Regions from separate parts of the Mus musculus genome. Here all the other regions are linked to region 2. A link is a contact called in public Micro-C data. All regions are on one chromosome and are shown on one strand. The core of a region is the stretch at or near the end of the contact, and the rest is flanking DNA. Distances in the headings are between cores, read along the strand shown. Region 1 holds the start of Il17ra (interleukin 17 receptor A). Region 2 holds the start of Cecr2 (CECR2, histone acetyl-lysine reader). Region 3 overlaps Hdhd5 (haloacid dehalogenase like hydrolase domain containing 5). Region 4 holds the start of Tmem121b (transmembrane protein 121B).

The links. Hi-C and Micro-C count contacts between places; a contact is called where the count stands out from the background.
Region 1: a Micro-C map of embryonic stem cells shows a contact between it and region 2, with 3 times the contacts expected there. The contact joins the promoter of Il17ra here to the promoter of Cecr2 in region 2. A contact is called at or near these places in 11 of 39 promoter capture datasets (the C10 cell line, cranial neural crest, embryonic stem cells and 6 more), 3 of 484 Hi-C or Micro-C datasets (embryonic stem cells and stem cell-derived neural progenitor cells) and 1 of 9 other capture datasets (adipose tissue).
Region 3: a Micro-C map of embryonic stem cells shows a contact between it and region 2, with 2.5 times the contacts expected there. The contact joins the enhancer-like site here to the promoter of Cecr2 in region 2. A contact is called at or near these places in 9 of 39 promoter capture datasets (the C10 cell line, the HPC-7 cell line, cranial neural crest and 5 more), 2 of 484 Hi-C or Micro-C datasets (both in embryonic stem cells), 3 of 115 datasets of contacts at active chromatin or transcription factors (the 230-238 cell line, CD8 T cells and extraembryonic endoderm stem cells) and 1 of 9 other capture datasets (adipose tissue).
Region 4: a contact with region 2 is called in a Micro-C map of embryonic stem cells, with 5 times the contacts expected there. The contact joins the promoter of Tmem121b here to the promoter of Cecr2 in region 2. A contact is called at or near these places in 7 of 39 promoter capture datasets (the C10 cell line, embryonic stem cells, hematopoietic stem and progenitor cells and 3 more), 8 of 484 Hi-C or Micro-C datasets (the N1E-115 cell line, Sertoli cells, Th1 cells and 3 more), 1 of 115 datasets of contacts at active chromatin or transcription factors (memory CD8 T cells) and 3 of 9 other capture datasets (adipose tissue, liver and pancreatic islet).

Annotation. Positions count from the first base shown.
Region 1 is chr6:120,461,695-120,464,473 of GRCm38.p6, forward strand. Il17ra (interleukin 17 receptor A) reads left to right here and starts at 1,503. Exons shown (of 13, transcript NM_008359.2): 1 at 1,503-1,772. The coding sequence starts at 1,635.
Region 2 is chr6:120,664,784-120,667,919 of GRCm38.p6, forward strand. It overlaps Cecr2 (CECR2, histone acetyl-lysine reader), which reads left to right and starts at 1,531. Exons shown (of 19, transcript NM_001368706.1): 1 at 1,531-1,924. The coding sequence starts at 1,799.
Region 3 is chr6:120,509,980-120,513,002 of GRCm38.p6, forward strand. It overlaps Hdhd5 (haloacid dehalogenase like hydrolase domain containing 5), which reads right to left. Exons shown (of 8, transcript NM_144815.2): 7 at 652-840; 8 at 1-483. The coding sequence ends at 156. Among named protein-coding and RNA genes, the nearest start is that of Gm38888, 11 kb to the left of the region's middle. Within about 2 kb of position 1,377, at least 34 of the 459 cell types and tissues checked have an H3K27ac peak or open chromatin away from gene starts, as enhancers often do. A contact at or near this core is called in embryonic stem cells, where this site is marked.
Region 4 is chr6:120,492,685-120,495,427 of GRCm38.p6, forward strand. Tmem121b (transmembrane protein 121B) reads right to left here and starts at 1,262. Exons shown (of 1, transcript NM_033567.2): 1 at 1-1,262. The coding sequence starts at 1,070.

The DNA.
Region 1 (2,779 bases), core at 253-2,752, 200 kb before region 2:
TAGACCTTGTTTTGCTGCAGTAGGCTAGCCCACCTAGGGTGGAGTCTTCTGACCTAGGTAAAGTCTATTGTCCTGCCACTTCTGCAGCTTCCCACGAGATCCTGGCATAGTGGGGGATGGGGCCCCCCCTTTAAATTTCAAGGATTAAACATTGGGCCTTGATCAGAATCTTTGTCTTGGTCTCATTCTTCTCTAGTCATCATTCCTATCCAACCCCAGCTTTCCTTTCGGGAACCCAGTTCTCCGTGGCCGCTGGCGACTACACCTCCCGAGATGGGAATCAGCTCCCAAGAACCTTGGTAATAAAGAGAGAGCCCCTTGTTGGGTCTGAGAAAATAGCCAAAGGGTTTCAGTAAGACAAAAGTTTCCTTCTGCAAAACGGTGTACAGCCGTGTCTTACTGAGCGCATAAGCGCATCCAGTGAGAGTCGCGCTTGGTTTTATTCCCAACGTTAAGGGGTCCTGTGCCTTACTCCAGGTGGTCAGATCGTGGCCTCACATTCTTAGATGTTGCGGTTGATACCCAGAATGCAGTTTTTAGCAGCGGTGCAACCATGAGCACATATTTTCATTACAAGAAGTGTTAGTCTTGGAGAAATTTGAATTCCTAGTGGCTTCTTTGAATTTTTTTTTTCTCTCCAGGGGGTTCTAGAGGGCATCCCCAGGCCTTGTCAGAGACTCTGTCCGTTGTACTGCTCAGTCCCCCATCCTTCCACGCCTCTGCCCTCAGCCTGGCCTCAAACCTTCCTATGCTGTGTACCTTACCCAGCCAAACTGCACTCGGCGAGGCCACAGTGAGGCTCCTTGAAAGAGCTGGCTGTCTACACAGGCTGTCTCCGTTTCCCTCCTCTGATCCACTTTTAACCCTTCATACTTAGCAATGCTACCCCCCCCCCCCCACACACACACATCTCTGTTACAGAATGCCGTGTTTGCTTTAGTCCAGCCATGAGGTGACTAATTCACTGTCCAGGGTTTTGTTTTGTTTTGTTGGGTTTTTGTTTTGTTTTGTTTTGTTTTGTTTTTGAGTGTGCAAATGTATGATTCAACGCTGAAAGGGAAAAAATATAGTTTCATGGACTTGCTATATGAGACTTAAGCTACATGATCTGGCCATCAAAAACTAGAACTTTGTAGAAAAAACAAAAAAAACAAAAACGAGAAATAAGCATTACGACGATGCGATGGGCTTGTTTCTCCATAAAAACTGAAAGGGAGATTGAGCAAACAAACTCCTTGGAGTCCCGAGTCGGAAATTAGACTAAAATGATGAAACAGATCAGTGTAAACCGGGAGGGTACGATGGCGAGGACAGTCATAGCTCCACAGCAAGTTGACAGCGGGGCTCGGCTCCTTAAAACGGGTTCCTGGGCTCCTATCTTACTTAGCTGAGCAACATCCAAGGAGAGCCAAAGAGGCCAGGAGCACACCTGGGCCAAGGCGGAGGCGGGGCCAGAGGAAGGACAGCCCCCACCCAAGCCCCGCCCCGAGCGGCCCGCCCTCGGGGGAGCCGGAAGCGGGACAGAGGAGGCCGTGTGAAGCCGACGAGCGCCAGTCCTCGGCCGGGAAAGCCATCGCGGGCCCTCGCTGTCGCGCGGAGCCAGCTGCGAGCGCTCCGCGACCGGGCCGAGGGCTATGGCGATTCGGCGCTGCTGGCCACGGGTCGTCCCCGGGCCCGCGCTGGGATGGCTGCTTCTGCTGCTGAACGTTCTGGCCCCGGGCCGCGCCTCCCCGCGCCTCCTCGACTTCCCGGCTCCGGTCTGCGCGCAGGAGGTGAGAGAAGCCGGGCGGAGCGGGGATGCCCGGGCCGTCGGGGGTGGTGGAGAGGACGGCGGAGGGTGGTGAAGAGGTGTCAGAGGGGCGGGCGTCGGGAGGGCCGTCGGGAGTGCGGAGGGCTGTCAAAGGTGCTGAGAGCCGTCGCGAGTGCGAAGGGGCGGACGGCCCAGGCTCTGGCGGGCCCGGGGAGGCTGAAAGTCCGCCCTAGGGGCTCGGAGGACGGTCCCGGGCATGGGCGCAGCGTGGAGGCGCGCTGGCAGCGACTCCGGGAGTGGAGTCGCGGTGAGGGGGAGTTCTAGGGAAACTACGCGGGCGGCGGAGTCACTGGTAGCGCGAGGCGGGGTGACAATTCCGTCTGGGCCTCGGAATTGGAAGATGGAGGCACCAGAGGCTGGCAGCTCGGGATGGACATGGACCTAACCTTGGCAGGAGCTGAAATAATCTGGACTGGCCCCTAACTCCTTGCTTCCTGAGCAGTCAATCCTCCAGCTCTCCCATGCTCAGGTGCCCCAGCCTGGCCTCGGGGGTCCCCACAGGTTGGGTAGTGCGGGCGAGCCCAGTGCCCAGGGGAATCAAACAGGATGTGGGTTGAAAGATGCCGTCCATCCCATCTTTTTTTCACCACCACGTGTGTCCCAGAACCGAGCCTGCCAAAATTGAGTTAACATGTGTGGAAGTCTGCCAGTTTGTTACTGCCAGGGAGGACCACCCCACCCCCACGCCCCGCTGCGCTCTTAGGAAACTGACACACCCCTGGCGGTTGAACCTTACTTACTGTCAAAACAAAGCATAACAAAAAAACAGCGAACCTGTGCAAAACCTAGTGTCTGTTCCACGCATAAACTTTCCTCCCTGTCTCCCTTCAAGCCTTCTCTTCCTCCACTGGTTTTTCCAGCCCCTTCCCCTCCACTTCCACAGCTGACCCCAGGAACTGTGTCCAGTCGCTGAGTCGGAGGATATGAAACAAAAGGATAGTTCTTATCTAATTTTGTAGATTTACCAAA
Region 2 (3,136 bases), core at 281-2,780:
AGCCCTCCTGTATCCCTCCACCCCCATTCATGAGGTATCTACAGAGTAGCTGCGTTTTGAAAACATTCAAAAACAAACTTTAAAAATAAAAATGGGATAGATAGCGTGTAGGGGTTGCTAACTCTCACCTACAGGGCAGTGTGAGGGAAGATGAAGTATCTTAAGGTTAGTTGGCTCACAAAAGGCACACTTGGATATATAACTTAAGGATTTTAGTGTTTTTAAGTGCTGCCTTACAAAGACACAAGAGGTTAGTTATTAAAGTAATTAGAATAGGTGAGGGAGGAGGAACGAGCCAGGCCTCCCACTTACACATCTATCTCACAAACTCGCTCCCTATTATTCTTTCCAGGGTTGTACCTATCTAAACAGCCGAATTTGAGTGCACCTAAGGGGCGGTGTTTCTGGCGAGGTGGACTAAAGAAGCAGCCAGGACTCTTAGAGTAGAACTGCTCAAGCGCAAATGACCAATACAAATAGGCGCTACTACAACGTAGTTTTTCCAAACTTCTGGGCTATTTCGGGGGTGATTTTTTCCCCTTCCGGTTTAGACAGAATTCCACCGTCCTAAATAGCAGTTAACTTTTCTAAAGTCCGAGCACCTTCCTCTCGGAGCGTATTCCCGCAGCCCGGGCAGGTCTCCACCCCCACCCGGACACACGTCCTTAGTCTCCAGGCTCTTCCCCATCCCCCAGCCTCCCAGCCACATTGTGAGCACTCGCGCCCGCAGCAGCCGCGCTCCGCTCCGGCGAGGGCAGTCAGAGGGCTCAAAGCCAGTCTCCTCCAGGGCGGCTGCACGTGTCCGTTCCCTGGGGTGGGGGAAATTGCTCTTCCCGCTAGGCTGCTGATTGGTGCCTCCCCCCTACTCCACCCTTCCCGCCACACTCTACCCCTCCATCCTACTCGGTTCCAGCCGAACCAGCCCCACCACCTTCTTCCCTTGGAGAAGCGAGGCACTTTAGCGCTCCCTTAAGTCCCGTTCTCAGATAGGCTAATAATAGTAATAATAATAAAAATAAAAAAGCGCTAAAGAACAGGTGGAAAGCGCGTCGTTTCCCCGGGCCTCCGGTTTCCAGCGTGGACGTCCCACTCGCTCTGTCCCGCGCCACCCTCCACAGCAGTAATAACTGAAATCCCACACGTGCGCACTCCCGGAGCGAGTCCCCAGCAAGAGCACCACCCCGCGGGCCCTTTAAAAGGACTCGACCACTGAGGCCACGTGGGGGTGGGAGAGACCCTTATTGTCTTCCGTCACCAAAGTCGCCGAACTCCCCGGCCCCAAACACCTGCACGGCAGAGCGCGGCTCCCACCCGCCCGGCCGCCCGCGGGCTGCGCGCGGGCCCCTCCGCGTCACGGGCGGCCCCTCCCCGGGCGCGGCTCGCCCGCTCCCCCTCCCCCGCCCTCGGTGCAGCTGTCCGCGCAGGGGTGGGGGCGGGGTTGTTGTTGTGGTGCGCGCCGGCCCCGCCCCCTCCTCGTGGGCGGCCCCTCCTCCCAGGTTTCTGCCGGGCCCCCTCCCCACCCCCAGCCCCATCTGTTTTCCTCAGCGCTGAGTGGATTATATTGTATGGGATTGGGGGCGGCCGCACGGCCGCGGCGGGACGGGGCGAGCGCGCGGCCCCCGCCGGCTGCCCGAGCAGCGGCCGCTTGAGCGAGTCGGACCGCCGCCCCCCGCCCGGCCGCGCCTCCGCTTGAGCTCACGCCGAGCGGCGGGAGCCGCCGCGCGCTGAGTGAGAGGCGCTGCCGGCGGCCGGAGTCCGAGCGAGCGAGCGAGAGCGAGTGAGCGAGCGCGGCGGGGAGATGTGCCCGGAGGAAGGCGGCGCGGCCGGGCTGGGCGAGCTCCGCTCCTGGTGGGAAGTCCCGGCCATCGCGCACTTCTGCTCGCTCTTTCGCACGGCGTTCCGCCTGCCCGACTTCGAGATCGAGGTGAGTAGCCGGCGCTGCGCCCTTTCTCCGCGCTTCTCTGCGGGGAGTCGCGGGCCGCCGACTTGGCGCGGAGTGCGGGCGGCGAGGGGGCTCGGCGGCGGGCACGAGGCTGGCGGCCGGCACGGGCTCCCCGTGGCCCCGCGCGCTCTCGCCGGCGGGGGTCGAGCCTGCTTTTGTCGGCGCGGGACCCCGGGGCTCTCCCGGGACTTCTCGGCCGGTCTGAGGGCGAGAGTGCGCGCGCGCTCCCCGCTGGAGCCTCGGAGGCGGCGAGCAGCTGCTCAGGCGGGGACCGGGACGCGATGCGGGCTCACGCGCCGGGGGCCACAGCGGCGGGGCGGGAGCGGCCTCGGGCAGGGGCGGCGTTGCTCGGGAGACGCTCGCCCGGGTCGCACTTGGCGGACTTGCGGAGGCCCGTAACTCTCGGGCGCTTCGAGTCAACTTCGGGCGGGCGCAGATGGGGCCTGGGCTTGGGGCGTTCTCCTTGTGGGACCGCCCGTCGCTCACCGTCGCTCGGGACGCCGAGACTGTGGAGGGAAAGTTTGGGCCCCCCTCCCTTTTAAAACAGCTCCTCTACGGAGGAAGGCGCAGCCGTCCGTATTCCGGGAGCTCTCTCTCTGAGTTGATTTCGCCACCATTATTCCCCCGGGCGAGCGAGGAGGAAAGGAATGGCTTTCTGGCCAGGCCGAAGGTGCTTTCAAGACCCGAGGCTTTGTGATAACTGGACTAAAATCCGAGGGTCCTAATGACAAGGACGGTGGCGGGAGTGTGGGAAACGGAATGTATAAGATGGTCCGAAGCAGCATCCTGGCATTTATTTTTGGAAGGAATTGTGAAATACTGATTGGTTGGCAGGTTGAGTTGCTTTTTTTCCTGTCTGTAGGGACTTAATCACCCTTTTTTTTTTTTTTTTTCTTCCTTGGGACAAAGGTACAAGAAACTGTTGTTGGTCAGTTACTGTTTTCAGTTTTGTGACTGCCTTTACAATGGAAGTAATCAAAATTAAAGTAATTTATTTGGGAAGTCTGACCGTTGTGGTTGCCTCTTCACCCCCCCCCCCCCCGAATCTTGATTTTAATTTGTTGACTCTTGAGGTCTTCGCACACCTTTATTTTTTAAAGTCCGTTGTGTTTGCAGAAATATCACTTGCTTCTATGAATGAAGCGTGGGAATTTCCTCGTGTTGCAAAGTTAACGAAATTGGAAATCTAAACCG
Region 3 (3,023 bases), core at 127-2,626, 150 kb before region 2:
AGCTACTGAAGCTACAGTCTTCTCTGTCCCAGGAAGTAATGGCAAGAAGCCAGGCTTGGACTTGATGCCTGTGACCCAGACCACAGCCGGGCACACAGGATTCCCTGAGCGCATGCTCCAACAGCCCCCTCTGCCTCTGCTACATCTCCGTCCCCTCAAGCCCAACCCTCCTGGTGGAAAACCAGCTGCACAGCTTCGTTTACATCATGAACAATGTGGGAGGCTTCTAGGAGCCCTGGACTGAAGCTGAAGTCTCGGTGTCCGTGGAATGGAAGCTCTCTCCTTCCAGGAGGAGGCACTTGGGAGCCTGGGTCCTGAGAACTGTATATGCCAGTGCATACCAGGATGGAAGCACAACTCTGGGTTGCTGAAGGCCGCTGCTTCTGTTGCCCACCAGTCTGCTGTTCCTCCTCTCCACGATTGGCCATTTGCAGGTACTGATGGAATAGGTTGGCACCGTAGACATCAGACATAGGGTTATCACTGGCAGGGCAGCAATACCAGAGGGCAAAGAAGAAAAAAACCTTAGTTTAGTGTTTCGAAGCTATCAGAACAGCCTGGAGGTGGTGTGACTCAGCTTCGGGGAAGCCTGGGTGGTGTGGGCAGAGGGAAAGAAAAGCAGCTATGATAATGGAGAGGCAATGGACTTACCCTATAGCATACAGCTTCCTGATGGGGGCGGCCCAGCCCCGCCTCTCAGCCTGCTGCCTGATCACGTCCTCTGCATACTGGTAAGTAAGGATGCTGGGTTTGCCCATCAGACCCTCGTATTTCAGCTCATTGCCTGTTATTTTCCGGTAGATGGTTTCCAGGCAAAGCAGAAAGGTGCCATGACCAAACCTGCCCAAGAAGAGATCTCAGCAACTTAGCCTTGAGGCCATCTGCCACTCTCTAAGCTGTCTCCAAGCAACCGACCTGTATCCCTCCCCTAGAGTCATTCACATGAAGAAACTGAGGCAAGAGCAGGCAGTTTCCCCAGGGTAGCAAAACTAGGGTGAAAACCCTGAAAGGCTCACTCCCAAAACATTGTATTTTGGGTTTTAAAAAATTAATTTTATGTACCCACATGTGCCACAGTGAGCATATGGTGGTCAGAGGACAACTTTCTGGAGTCAGTCTCTCATTCCAACTTTATATGGGTCCCAAGGCTCAAACTCAGGTGGTCAGCTTGATAGCAGGCATTTACCCACGATGCCATCGTACCTGGCCCCCAAACCCTAACACTGGTGCTCCACAACTGTTGGCTGCCAGAGTGTGCTCACTGCCTCCCCTGCAGCTAGGTGTGGCCACCTAGTACACGCGTGAGCCCCACTGAACAGTCGCAGAAGCAGAGGTGCTGGCCTGGCTGTGACAAGAGGTCACAAGGAGGCACGCTCTTCCTGACCTTACACAGCCCCACAGCTCAAGGCGTGGTCCCAGCTGAGGATCCCTTGGCTGGCGCTAGAGTCTTCAGCCAGCTGAAACTGGAAACACATCCCTGGAGGCTCCCTCCTGTCTACCTCACTGCCTCCTAGCTATCAAAAGGGAACAGTTTTGCTCCACAACTTGCTTCCTATCACAATATTAGGGTCACCACAAGCACCAAATCAATAGAGCAGAAATTAACCTTCCTCCTTTTAGGTTGTTTATTCAAGTATTTGGTCAGTGTTGCAAGCTAACAGCCCACTCGACTGCTTCCTGCCCTCTGAAATGCTAATGTGATGGCTAACACTCAGGCAGCCATTTAGAATTATACAGGCATAGCCTAAGGAGTGTGCTGCAGAAAGGAGTAAGTGTCCTGAATAAAGACTGCCCGTAGCCTGATTGCTACCTTCTTTAATAAGAAAGCCAGTATGCCACCTTGTGTAAAGTGTGTCTGTGTTCTGTCCTCAGCGCTGACCCAATCCTAACAGACACTGCGCTTGGCATGTAATATTCAATGTCCCCCGTTTACATACAAATTTCATTTCCTGGCTGGGGGTGGTGATGCACACCTTTGAACTCAGCACTTGGGAGGTCAAGAAGCAAACAGGTCTCTTCAAGTTCAAGTTCAGCCGTCTTATATAGGGGATTCTAGGCCAACTGTCAGAACTCAGTCAAAAGACTGACCATGGTGAACAATATCTTGGGGAACTGTGAGAGAGGCGACAGGAAAAAAAGAGGTACGTTTTGTTGCTGGATGTGAGTTTTGTGCCTCCGATGCAAACATTTGCATTCAACTTATAAGGCATGCTTATTCTTTTTTTTTTTTTTTTTTAAAGTTTTTTTCGAGACAGGGTTTCTCTGTGTAGCCCTGGCTGTCCTGGAACTCACTTTGTAGACCAGGCTGGCCTCGAACTCAGAAATTCTCCTGCCTCTGCCTCCCGAGTGCTGGGATTAAAGGCATGTGCCACCACGCCTGGCGGCATGCTTATTCTTGTTGGATGTCAGAACACAGCTATAGAACCCACTCTGGTCAGTGTGCCCTGCATCTGGACATGGCCTCCTGCCTCGCTTTCATGCTTTCCCAGATATCATCTATAGTACGCACCAGGCAATTGTGTTTAAGTTGGTCTGTCCTGAGGAAGCTCTGAGAAAGGGCTGTGCTGTTAGGTTAATATTTAGTATGCACTCACTGGTGTTCATTTCCATGTTCATCTGAACCACACGACCTTCCCTGGGTCACTGCTTTCTTTGTCACAGTTGTGTATAAAAGTGAGTGCACTGAAGCTGAAGTAAGGCTGTCCACGGCATTAGACTACAGTCCGCCCTGTTCTTTCAAGTCCTCATGAGGATCCCAGGTCTCCAGAGAATCAGATTTCCTCATTGGCCAAAGTCAACACCAATCAGGTGGGCTAAACAGGGAGACCCCATCTCAAACAACACAGCATTACAACAACAACAAAAGAATTTCATTTCCTTTTTGTTTCTTTGTTTTTATTTTGTGAAGCAGGATTTTGCTGTATCCCAGGCTGGCCTAGAACTACACATGAAGTCCACATAGTGTCACACATGTGGTTCTCCTGCCTCTGTCTTCTCTTGTGTACCACAACAACCAGCTAACT
Region 4 (2,743 bases), core at 12-2,511, 170 kb before region 2:
GGCACGGACAGCGCCATGGTAAGGCGAAAGCCCGTGGTGCCAAAGGGCGCGCGCAGCTCGATGAGGTCCAGGATGGATGTGCCCAGGATGAGCACCACCTTAGGGGTGAAAGCGATGGAGTAGATGAGCCAGGCCAGGTACGCAAAAGCGAACTCGCCCGCTGCCCCAGTCGTCCCCGGCCCGGCTCCGGAGCCTCCAGAACCTCCTCGGCCCCCGCGAGCCTTGGCCCCGGCCCCCGCCGACGCCGCTGCGGATAGGTGCAGAGGCGGAGCCGAGTGGTGGTGGAGCTGGTGGTGGTTGTGCATGCTGTTCGCTGGGCCGCCCCGACGGCCCCGGCTGTTCTTGGCGAAGAAGATGGCCCAGCCCACCACCACCACGAGGTCGGTGGCGATCCAAGAGCACCAGTACAGGTCAGTGACTGCAATGAGGTACAGGTCCAGCAGACCGCCCTGCGCCAGCAGCAGCACCACAGACAGCGCCTGGTAGCCCCAGCGGCAGCCGGGGCTTGGCGAGCAGCCCCGGCGCCGACCCCTACGGCCGGAGCGAGTGGGGCGGCCGCAGCAGCAACAGCAGCACGAGCAGCAGGAGGCGGCGCCGCCGGTCCCGGTGCCGCCTGCGCCCACCGCCGAGCGGCTCCCGGGGCCCCCGACGGTGCCGGCCGCGGCGCCCGCGCCGAAGTCCGCGGCGGTCATGCTGCAGGAAGAGGTGGGCGTGGAAGTGGAGGAGGCGGCGGCGGGCGCGGTGGCGGAGACTGGGACGCCCCCCTGAGCTGGGGGCCCGGGGAGCGCGGCGGCGGCGGGCACCAGTGGCTTGCTGATGCTAATGCTCTCGTCGTCGTCCTCTCGCTCCGCGCCTGTGCTGCTGCTCGGGGAGCCGCCGCCTCCGCCGCGTCTGCCGCCGCACCCCCCGCGGCTGGTGCTGGTGCTGGTGCTGCTGTCGCCCGAGCCTCTCCGGCCGCGGGAGGAGCCCCCCCGGAGGAAGAGGGGCTGTAGCCGGGCTGCGGCGGGGGGCGGCGGAAAGGAGGCGGGCGCGGACGAGAGCGCGCGAGGGTGGCCCAGCGCCGGGTGCATTGTCCTCGGAGGGGCTCCAGGGGCTGCCCGGCCGCTCTCTCCCCGTCAACCTCGGGCTGACGAGGCGGCAGAGGGGAACCCGGGCCAGCCGCTGCCGCCTCCTCGCCAGCTGCTGGAACTCGCACCCGGGTCGGGAGGCAGAGAGATCCGGACTGGAGCGGCCGGACTGGGCGAGTGAAGCCGCGGGTGGCTGAGCTGGGGGAGCGCGGGGGAGCCGAGCAGACCGCCGGGACCGGAGAGGCGGGGGCGGAGGAGGGGAGCGAGCCCAGCAGGCAGCAGAAGGAGCTGGCAGCGGGGAAACCAGGACTGGATTCGAGGGAGAGAGGAGGCGAGAATAGAGGAGGAGAAAGCCTGGCTGGCTGGATCAGCAGGAAGGAAAGGAGGGAGAACTGAGGTGCCGGAGTAGAGTTGAAAGCGTATCAGGCCAGGCGGGATAGGAACATGAAGTCTCTAGCTCCACAGCCCTAAGGGCTGAACCTGAACTGCTGGGTGGCCTTGGTCTCAGTGTAGACCACAACTTCGTGCTTCCAAGCACCACTGTCCTTTCTTGCCTATCAGGAGGAAGCGCAAGCCAACTTCTCCTCTGTGCGCCAACGACCATTCTGCCATCTCCTTCCGTAAAGGCCCTGAGAACTCAATGGAAGTGATTAAAAAGTTAAATAAAAAAAGAACCAGAAAGAGCTCGGGGATGGTGTATCTCAATTGGTAGAATGACCCGCCTTGTATGCATCCAGTCCTGGGTTCCAACCCACCACCAGAAACCAAACCAAACAAACACCACCCCCAATTCTATTATTCAGAAGGAGCACTCCCAACCAAGTACTGCATTTTCACACATCCAAAGCTGTCCTCCCCTCGGAGATCTTCAGTTTCCAGTTAATGAAAAGGCTCCCTGAATATAATTGCTGAGAAGAGGGCTTAGGAAGAGGGTGGGGTGCAAATACCACTGTCTAGTCCTGGGGTAGGGGAGGCCAGGGCCAGGGCAGGAAGCCACTCTGGAGACCTGGGGTGGGGCAGTTGCTTGCTTAGCCAGGCTCATCTTTGGTATTCTGAAAGGTTTGTACCTAGCTTGCATGCAGCGCGGAGGGGTTCCTCCCCATCACCCCACATCTGATTCCAGGTCTGAGGAGGTCGAGCAGAAGGCTCAGAAATCCAAAGTCACCATTGACTACATAGCAAGTTTGAGGCCAGCTTTGGGTTATGTGAGACCCTGTCATCAAAAAAAAAAAAAAAAAGCTAAAGCAGGAGATGAAATAACAGGAAAATATGTCTGACCAAGAAAGGGGGTGGGGGGATCTTTAGAGGTATGGAAGCATGCAAAAGAATAAACTCCAGCAGAGCCTGGTGTCACAAGCCAGCTCCTCTGTAACCCCAGGTACTCAGGAACCTGAAACAGGAGCTTTGAAGGTTCAAGGCCAGCCTTGCCCATTCCGGTCCATGGGCTGAGTCTGCCTAGGGGCTGCCCTCCCCCTTCCAACCCCACTGGTAGGAGTCCTGAAGGGCAGGAGGTAAAGTCCTGCTTTTAGAGGTAGAGGAGAAGAAAACTACAATAGCATTTGGGGCTCGAGAAGGTTCTGGGGCTTCTGTGTAATTCACTCCCAGTCCATAGGAACAAGTTAGGAGCTTGCCCTCGTCTTCCTCCTCCTCCTGCAGACTCTCTGTCCCCTGCCTTG